Linked DNA regions of Mus musculus: regions 1 and 2 are each linked to region 3. Evidence: chromatin contacts called from public ChIA-PET and HiChIP or PLAC-seq data. All regions are on one chromosome and are shown on one strand. Each heading gives the region's core, a stretch centred on a gene start, on an enhancer-like site or on the middle of the called end of the contact. The rest is flanking DNA. Distances are from core to core; before and after follow the strand shown.

What was found. ChIA-PET counts read pairs in DNA pulled down with a chosen protein or histone mark. HiChIP or PLAC-seq counts read pairs in DNA pulled down with a chosen protein or histone mark.
Region 1: an H3K27ac HiChIP or PLAC-seq map of double positive thymocytes shows a contact between it and region 3, with 2.6 times the contacts expected there. The contact joins two enhancer-like sites. A contact is called at or near these places in 15 of 39 promoter capture datasets (3T3-L1-derived adipocytes, the C10 cell line, cranial neural crest and 8 more), 1 of 15 datasets of contacts at CTCF or cohesin (CD8 T cells), 3 of 484 Hi-C or Micro-C datasets (all in embryonic stem cells), 3 of 115 datasets of contacts at active chromatin or transcription factors (double positive thymocytes and embryonic stem cells) and 3 of 9 other capture datasets (adipose tissue, liver and pancreatic islet).
Region 2: an RNA polymerase II ChIA-PET map of memory CD8 T cells shows a contact between it and region 3, with 5 times the contacts expected there. The contact joins two enhancer-like sites. A contact is called at or near these places in 12 of 39 promoter capture datasets (the 3T3-L1 cell line, 3T3-L1-derived adipocytes, the HPC-7 cell line and 9 more), 3 of 15 datasets of contacts at CTCF or cohesin (the G1E-ER4 cell line, embryonic stem cells and pro-B cells), 114 of 484 Hi-C or Micro-C datasets (the 3T3-L1 cell line, the AtT-20 cell line, B cells and 67 more), 15 of 115 datasets of contacts at active chromatin or transcription factors (CD8 T cells, the HPC-7 cell line, T-cell acute lymphoblastic leukemia and 9 more) and 1 of 9 other capture datasets (embryonic stem cells).

What each region holds. Positions count from the first base shown.
Region 1 is chr7:125,555,751-125,558,824 of GRCm38.p6, forward strand. The region is part of intron 1 of Il4ra (interleukin 4 receptor, alpha); the gene reads left to right. Among named protein-coding and RNA genes, the nearest start is that of Il4ra, 5.0 kb to the left of the region's middle. Within about 2 kb of position 1,326, at least 33 of the 459 cell types and tissues checked have an H3K27ac peak or open chromatin away from gene starts, as enhancers often do. A contact at or near this core is called in double positive thymocytes, where this site is marked.
Region 2 is chr7:125,637,570-125,640,296 of GRCm38.p6, forward strand. No RefSeq gene overlaps it. Among named protein-coding and RNA genes, the nearest start is that of Il21r, 36 kb to the left of the region's middle. Within about 2 kb of position 1,427, at least 124 of the 459 cell types and tissues checked have an H3K27ac peak or open chromatin away from gene starts, as enhancers often do. A contact at or near this core is called in B cells, CD8 T cells, CD8 central memory T cells and 13 more, where this site is marked.
Region 3 is chr7:125,421,662-125,424,594 of GRCm38.p6, forward strand. All of the region lies in intron 1 of Gm30717 (a long non-coding RNA gene), which reads right to left. Among named protein-coding and RNA genes, the nearest start is that of Gm30717, 5.8 kb to the right of the region's middle. Within about 2 kb of position 1,495, at least 33 of the 459 cell types and tissues checked have an H3K27ac peak or open chromatin away from gene starts, as enhancers often do. A contact at or near this core is called in B cells, CD8 T cells, CD8 central memory T cells and 13 more, where this site is marked.

The DNA of each region.
Region 1 (3,074 bases), core at 76-2,575, 130 kb after region 3:
CACAGAGCCCCAGTCTCTTGCCCAATTGCCTCTGGGAAAACAAGGTCCTACTGTGTGCTCACTCTGGGGATGATCTCTGAGACTGGCTTTCCAGGGACCTCAAGCTCCTGGCTTTAGTTCAGCCCCCTGGGAGGTACCGACTGTCCCTCCACTCTAGTCCTCGAGTTCAGGCTGTTCTGCTACAGTCATTCTAGGCGCTCCCTCTACCTTTGGCGGCTTCTGAGTTCAGTCTGTCTTCAGACTTGACTTGATTTGGGGTCCTGTTAGAACCGAGGGAGACTTTCGCCTCCTTGTATCATTCTGGAGTGCATCGTATCTCATGCCGTTCGTAGTCGTAGTTTGTGAGAGCAGTGGTTGAGCTGAAGCCTGCCGTCTCTCTCTTCAGTGTGTCTTCCCATCTGAAATGTCTAGGTTGAGGTTACAGTTGTTTTCAGTCGTTCTTGTTTTCCAGTGTACTTTTGGCTAACTAAGTCTGAGCTGGCCATCGATCTGTCACTGCCAGAGATGTGCTCATTTCTTGTGTCTGCTGCAGGAGCTTTTGGAAGTGGTGTGTGGTTTTGAAGGGTTTTGAGGTGGGTGGAATTTTCTGTTATCTCTGTTGCTGGATTCTAACTCTGGCTGTTCAGGCTGTTGTGGTAGGCACGTGTGGCTTCTGTCTCAGTGGTAGAAAATTTATTGCCCTTTCAAAAAGAGTTTAACAATTGGTTTGGTTTGGTCTTCCTGGATGTTTGTTCTGATGTATTTGAAGGATGTGTGTGTGTGTATGCAAACATGCATGTGCAAATCCACCTTGTATGCACAGTCAGGCTTATCCCCCAGAGTTTAGTCTCTCTACCTGGCCTGACTTGGGGATCCTCTGTCTCTGCTTTCCTGGTGTTGGGATTATAGGAGGGTTACTCCATCCACCCAGCCTTCACATGGGTCCTGGGGCCCAAACTTTAGTCCTCATGTTTGCATCTCAAGCACTTTAACTACCGAGCTATCTCAAGCACCAATGAAATATGCAGTTGAAGTTCACCACATATACCTGTAATCCTAGAACTTGGTAGGCTGAGGCAGGAGGGGCCTGAGTTCAAGGCCAATGTGGATGACGTAGCAAATAAGCCTGTGTTTTTAAAACGTGTGTTTTCTATTGAGAGCGAAGCCCTAGAAAACTCAGCTGTTGGTGTGAGCCCTCTAACTCACCAGCTGCTTTCTGTTTGTGTGGGCTCTGCCCCACCCCCACACAGACACCCCGACTCAACGCTCTCCTTTGGTGTCTCTGGGTCTTGTCCTAGATTTTGAAGCCGAGTAGTGAGACGCACAGCCAGCAGGCACAACAGACCTTGGCTGTCACCTCCCCTCCCTCTATGTGAATCCGCCTGAGTTCCTCCCTGTCACACTTGAACTGCCCTATTCTCTGCCAGTCACACTTGCTTTTCCCCTGGTGACTTCGTGTCAGTTTGCTTCCAGCAGACTAGCACTGCATTCTGCTCAGGAACCAGGATTCTGAGCATGTTGCTTTGCTGGTCATACAGTGGGCTACGGCTTGCCCTGCCTGCCTGTGGTAGGGATGTAGCTCTGTGGTAGAGCACTTATCTCCAGTGTGTGCTTATGGGCCTGGGTTGGGTCCCTAGCATGACAGGAAAGTAAATGCGATACTGAAGAAGTCAGGCATTGCAGGCATCATAGATGTGTCCCTCCTCAGGTGTAAGCTCCTTGGCTGGTATTGCAGGCAGTGAGGCTCACACAGGCCAAGGCCCGATAGTGGGAAAGCACCTGGCCGGGATGAATGTTATGAGATAGCATATGACTCCAGTCTGGCTGCCTCCTCCTGTGTGGATATGAGACATGGACCCTGAGGGACCTTCCGTGGAGAATTAGCACAGAACTAGCAAAGCTCATCGAGTGGGAGGGAAAGGGCTGGTGAAACTGTGGAAGGTAGACTGATGTGGGAGTGGACTCGCCCAGGGCGGTGGAGCAGCAGTGGTGAGGAGGTCTGAGCTGGGGAAGGAGAGTGGGAAGTGAAGGAGACAGTGTAGGTGACCCAGCGAGCCGGTCTGCCCAAGGTGTACGTGGGGACCTGATAGGGGAATATAGGCTGACAAGGACAGAATATAGGCTCCTCATCTGCCCAGCGTGGAAGATGGTAGTGAGGGCTGTAGACATTCTAGAATCTTCTCTGGCTCCTTGATGAGCAGGTGAGGAAGCATCTCCAACCCACCTCCCATCCCATCACCATGGTACCCAGTATTGGGCCGTGGTAGTAGTCATAGGAACAAAGAGGATGGACTTTCCCCGGTGGGGCCAGTTCTGGAGTGGGGACCCCCTTGTGCCGTTCTTTTCCTCTTTCTGGGGTCTCCTAGCATCTCAGGTCTGCTCCTTCCCACTGGATACCAGCTAATGATGGCAGCCACATGGGGACCACAAGCTTAATCTAATTATTTATTAGTTATTTCTTTATTGTCGGGCATAAAGTCAGGCACAGGCTAGGCAAGGTTGTTTACAGATGGAGAGAGCAGGCAATCTCTTAGGTCAGCCTGGGGTTCTCAGGCATGGTGGGGTGACTGTGGAGTGTAAGAGGCCTGTGTAAATGCTTGAGGGACCTAGGCAACACTAAAGGGACTTAGGGACCCCACAGGCCAAGCACCTTGCTCTGTGGGCTTTGTAGGCTGACCCTGGAGAATCATGTGTTATTCTTCACTTTGCCCATTTCTATGAGATAACTCTAACCATGGGGTTTAGGCTGGCCTTGAACTCCTGTCTCAGGCTGGCCTCGTGGCTAGCTTCAGGGCATCCCCACCCCAACAGCCTTTTTGTCAGCTCCCTGCAAACAAAACCCTGGCTAGTAATGCAGCCTGCACCTCCATAGCAGGCCACCCCATCTCCCCAGGACATGGTCCTGACTGCTCACCCTGAGATTCATGCCCCATCCCAGGCTGTGTGCCGTGGAATTGGAGATCCCGTGCTTCTAAGCCCATGTTTCACAGTGGGAAGGAAGCTTGCGCCCCTGAGACTTATTCCTGTTGTCATGGCAACTATCCTTGTGTATCCTTGTGGGTTTTTTTGTTTGTTTGTTTGTTTTTTGTTTTTTT
Region 2 (2,727 bases), core at 177-2,676, 220 kb after region 3:
GAGCTGCCTCTGACAGCAGGTGTTGGGGGTAGTGTGTGTGTGTGTGTGTGTGTGTGTGTGTGTGTGTGTTCCTAGCACTCCTTCCCTGCTCTCCCAGAAAGCACTTGAAAGCTTCCATCAATTCTGCCAGGAACTCAGCAACCTGACCCCAGCATCCCCTGTGCATTCCCACTGTGATGCGGTCTGGGGTCTCCAGGGTCTCATGCCAGAAGGAGACAAAAACCACCTCTCACCCTTGGAACAGAAGTGCCAGGGAGGGACTGCCTGCCCAAGGCCACTAAGCCCTCTGCAGCTGTGCTCCTCTTGGCTTCCCCAGTGGATGGGAAGATCTGGGGACATGGCTGCCACCTAGCAGGCAGCACAACCCACAGGACCCACTCAGCCCCAGACACACCCACCACCCGGAAGCAGGAGGAGGGCTCCTAGGGAATGAAGGGGCAGTTAGTAGCTTTGCCTCTTTGTGGCAGCAGCTTTTTGTGTAGGTGAAACAAGAAGTAGAGGCCCCCTGATGACAAACCAGAGAGGGGACATGCCCTGACCAGAGCATGTGGGTCACAATCAATGCCTCTGGGGATCACATATCAGATACCCTGCGTATCAGATATTTATACTACAATTCCTAACAGTAGCAAGATTACAATTACAAAGTAGCAACAAAATCACTTTAAGGCTGGGAGGGGGGGTCACCTCAACATGAGGAGCTGTATTAAAAGGTCGCAGCATTACGAAGGTTGGGAACCAGTGATCTAGAGCCATCCAAGTGCTCAAAAGTGTGAAGGGCAGGGTCCGGTTTTCACATTGCCTCCGTGTGACTAACTGTGGTGGGAGTCCCTTATTCCCAGCTGTAGCACACGCCTGCCTGGCTTCGCTCCCCAACTAATGTGGATTAACAAAACCCTCCTTGGAGTCTGGTACCATGCCTGTCCCTATTATGGGGGTGGGGCAAGGACTGAAGTTGCTATGACGGAGCCCAGATTGGGGGAGGGGGGAGGGCTCCGAATAGATTCTCAGCTATGAGGAGTGAATGAAGGAGTGGCAGAGAGGAGGGCTGCCCTCACAGGACCTGCAAAGACACAGAGAGGGGGCAGAGGTCCCAGGAAGCTTGTGGGCGTCAGAACTACTCACCCCTGCAGCCCCAACCATGTGACAACCTGAGGGGCCTGCTCCCGTTAGTTGGAAGCTTTTCTTTCCCAACTTGATAGTCCTAGATATGAACACTAGAGCTCTTCAGGGAGCATGGTGCTGACTCTCCATCCTTTCACCTCAGTGGCGTAGAGGAAGCGCTGGCCCTGCCACTAGCTTCCGACTTTGTAGCTGTTTTAGCCTCATGGCCTTCAGTTTCCTCATGCATGAAATAGGCACACGGGTCATGTGTGCTTCCCGGGGCTGCTGTGACATCACTTCTCTGTGGGGTCCAGATGGTGTCTGATGTACAAGCAGGTGCTCACAGTAATAGCATTTTTACTATTAACAGGAAGTCACCTGGGCTTGGGAGGTTCCACAGCTTGCTGCTGCCCCCTGCTGCTGGGCAGGAGTCAGTGACAGTTTTCCTGCTCTCAGTCATCCAGAGGAGAGAACAATGGACGCTTGTGAGATTTGTGGATGCTAAGCAGAGGACAAAGTGGCCATTTAATTCAGCAAGGCCTGAACTCTAGCCTCCAGCGAACGTGGACTGCTTTGGGGACTGGGAGTGGGTGGGTGACACGCATGCACACACACATTCACACAGCTGGAGAACTGGTGCAGTCAGAGCCCAGGGAAAGGATGGAGAGCAGCGAGGGCAGAAGAGGCACTCCACTAAAGGTCACACGCAAGCTGCTCTAGTCCTAGGTAGAGGCAGCTGAAACGGAGAGGACTCTGTAAGCCAAGCAAGGTTTGGAGAGGGAAGGGGCTGAGCCCCCATAACAAGCTGGAGGGTGAAAACCCTGCATGAAACACGTTTCGGGGGTGGGCCATCAGAAACCTTGTGAGCTTGCTTAGTGGGGGCAAGTGTAAACTCGGGCTCAGTGCTGGAGGCTGGGCTTGCTGTCTTGAGTAGCCCTGTGTATCCCAGGGATATTATGGAGGGAAAGTGAGCATCTTTCACATCAAATGGCACGAAGGCCTGTGTTTCCCAGGGTCTGCCCACATGTGTGTAAACACAAAAGGTAGTCAGGTAGAGGCCTGAGCCGTGTGCCGTTCCATGTCTAAGAGAACCATTTGTGTGTTGTTTACTGATGAAAGAAATGGAAAGAAAGAAGAGGAGCAGACTGTGGGTAGGCACAGGACAGAGTGCACAGCCGAGGACACGCTGTCCTGTGCAGTGTGGCAGGCCCAGTGCCAGCTCCCACGGTCCTTGGATGGGGCAGAACTGAATCCTGGGATGCACAGCAGCCCAGGATGGCCTCTCTGTGGAGTCTTTGTTACCATTTCCTCTAAAGCTGGCACTCTCAGCAGCACCTGGTTTCTAACTGGAGGCCTCCTGCCTTACCCCGGGCTCTCTGGAGTCCTCTTGACCCAGCAGTATGCTGGGGTTTCGGGAGATCTTTGTGCGGAGTTTGGAAGGGCTGCTGATGCTGTTTGGTTAGTTGGTGGGTGGTCAGGCAGATGGGTGAAGGCTGAGTGGACGGCAGCTCAGGTGGAGAAAGCTCAGGTGGAGAAGGCTTATACTGAGGACTGGTGGCTGTAACAAAGACGGGAAGGGGCTTTGGGGATGACAACCATCCACGTAAGCCTTGACTCTGCTTG
Region 3 (2,933 bases), core at 245-2,744:
AATAACACCCTTATCAGTGCAGCCACCATGGCTCCCCGCATCAGTGTAGCCATCAGTGTAGCCACCGTGGCTCCCAGAGTCCCTCCTCTCCTCTCTGTGATCTTATGGACACTCCAGGATTTGGTTTCAGTCCATGGGGCTACCATTCTCCCATTCCTTATTTGAAGCTATAAGGTAGAACCTAAAAGAGACTTTTGTCCTTCTTGCCTACAATCCAAGGCTCTTTCTGTCACTACTGGCTGTGAGGCCTGGAGGAAGTTGCTAAGTTTCTCTGTGCTTCAATGTCTTTATCTGTTAAACGGGGGGGGGGGGGGGGGGGGGGGATGAGACCTATGGGTGGGTGTGTTAAACTAGGGAGAGCTGTGCCTGGCACTCAGCAAGTTGCTGGTCAGTGCTTGCCAACAAGGTCACCACGGTCTATAATGTCCATCAGCACCTGCCCTTGGGAAGATGACAGGCAGTCCCAAGGTTCCTCTGCATGGTTGCAGGCCTGTTTCAGGTTCAATGGACTACAACCCAAGCTTCAAGGACAATGAGTCTATTCCTGCTGACATCTAAGAAGGCCCTTTTGCAAAAAAAACCATAGCTGTGTCTTTGTCTTGTCCAGCTATATCCCCCCTCTGTGGTGCTCTGATGTGAGTGTCCTTGATCCCTAGGCTTTTGTTTGGTCCCTGGTAACGCTGTCTTGGGAGAGGCTGAGTATTTTAGGAGGTGAAATGCTGGGTATTTTAGGAGGTGAAATGCGGGGCAGGGTAGGGTGGGGACCCTCGGTGAGCACAGGCCCTTCTGCCCTATACTTCCTGCCTGTAGTGCCATGAAGAATGGCCACCACCACACATTCCACCACTGTGATGTTCTGGCTGAGCACAAAATGCCCAACGACCAAACACCGTGAAACCATGATTCAAAGCTGACCCTCCCTCTTGGATGTCGAATCTATAACATATATTGTTCCAGCAACAAGTAACTAGACCCTCCCCAAAGCTCACACATCCAGCGGCCTTACTAGTATTACTATACAAAATTTAATTTAAAGAGAAACGTCCAGAGCCTGGCAGTGTTTCGTTCTCTTTGCAGACTCCCACACTATGCTGCTGTACTGTCCATCTCTATGCTGCTGGTGGCTGCCATGGAGTCTGCACTCAGCATCTCACTACTGTGGAGTGGATAGGTGTGGCTTCTTTCCAAGGAGAGAACTGGGAAGCAAGGAAGGCACTGCCCAGCCTGTGGGTTTAAGGAGGCCCTTGCTCTCAGTTCTGTAGGTGCATAGGGTCACTACTGAGCAGAAGGACCTCTTAAAGGGCCGTATCCTGAATATCTTCCCTCTTCTCTTCCTATTCCTGGTCCTGCTTTCTCACCAGACTTTCTGTCAGATCCCAACATATCTGAATCCTCTTAGAATTTGCTGGGCCGACGTTTGCCTGACTGCCTAATAGAATAATAGTGTAACAGGAAACATTTCCTTCAACCTAACCTCCTGCTAAGCACATGGTCATGTGACTTCCCATTTTACAACTTCTGAGGTATAGAGAGGTTAAGGGGCTGGCCCAAAGTCACACAGCAAGAAAGTAACAGATTTGAACCTGTCATCCCACTCCCTCTGTCAAGCCCTTCCAGGAAAAGTGCTGCCTGGCTGTAAGAGTCACAGGAAATGGGAACTGCAGTCACTAGATTAATAACTCACTAGTAGACCTCACGACCACTGAATCATCTTAGAACCTAGTTATCATTAGTAGCATCTGTGTCTGTTTTAATAATTTCATGATTGCTAAGAAAGACCTGGCCATCAAGCTGTCGCTCCAGGTCAGGTGACATGGCAGAGCTCATGTGACCCTCTGTACAACAGAATTAGATGGCATTATTGTTTTCTATTTTACAGGTGGGGAAACCAAGACACAGAAAGTGAAATAAGTTGCTCACGTCACACAGAGAAGCAGAGAGTAAATGAGAACTCAGTAAGGGGTAGAGATGTAGGAGGTTGGGAGGAGAGGACAGAACAGAGCTGACTACACACGCCCAACCCACCTACCAGGCTCTGGAAATGGATGAGACCCACTACCATTTGTGGTCAGGCGCTGACCCTGGCTCCTCTTTCCTCTCTGAATTCCATGAGAATAGCTGTTTTCCTCAGAATCCCTACCCACTCCCCCAGAGACAGCAGTCTTCCAACAATAAGAAGCAGATGTTCTCCTCTTTAGCTTTAAGCCAAGAGACAATTCATGAAGTTCCAAAAATCACGTAACATACCATAATAATCCCATGACATCACTCACACATAATAACTGTCAGGTCCCGACCCCCAGGATGGCAGTCCGGGCTCAGTTCCGGCTGCACCAGCACTCCTCTGAAACCGAGCAAAGTGGGTTTCTGTTTGCCAGGGAGAGCCATTGCTTTCTCTCTCTTACCTCTTTGCCAACCTCCTTAGGGTGCAGCTAGTTCTCTAGTCACCCCAACAAACCTCCAAAGACCAAAGCCTCCCCCCCCCTCACCGCTGCAGCATAACCCCTTTAACTGGCAGGGCTCCCACCATCCCCTGCCATCCTCTCTGCTCTTCTCCAGGACCAAGGTAACCAAAGACAGACACAAGATGTGGAAAGGAGGGAGGGAAGGGGATAGTCTCTCAGTGTCCCTGAGGCTGACTGAGGACAAGAGCAATGGGTAGGAGCTGGGTCCTGCAGCAGGGGCGGGGTGGGGCATGGACGGGCTCATATATTTGCAAGAGTGAAGCAATGATACCTGGAGTTCCCTGCAGTGTACAGTAGGTAAGAGGGACTATTGTTCATCTTTCTCATTGCTATGACCAAATACCCAACAGAAGCTGGTTATTGAAGGAAAAAGGATTTTTTTTTTTTTGGCTCATAGTTTCGGAGGGTTTGGACCATCATAGCAGAGAAGGTACGGTGGGGGCGCTCGGCTCACTGGCAGGGCTCCCA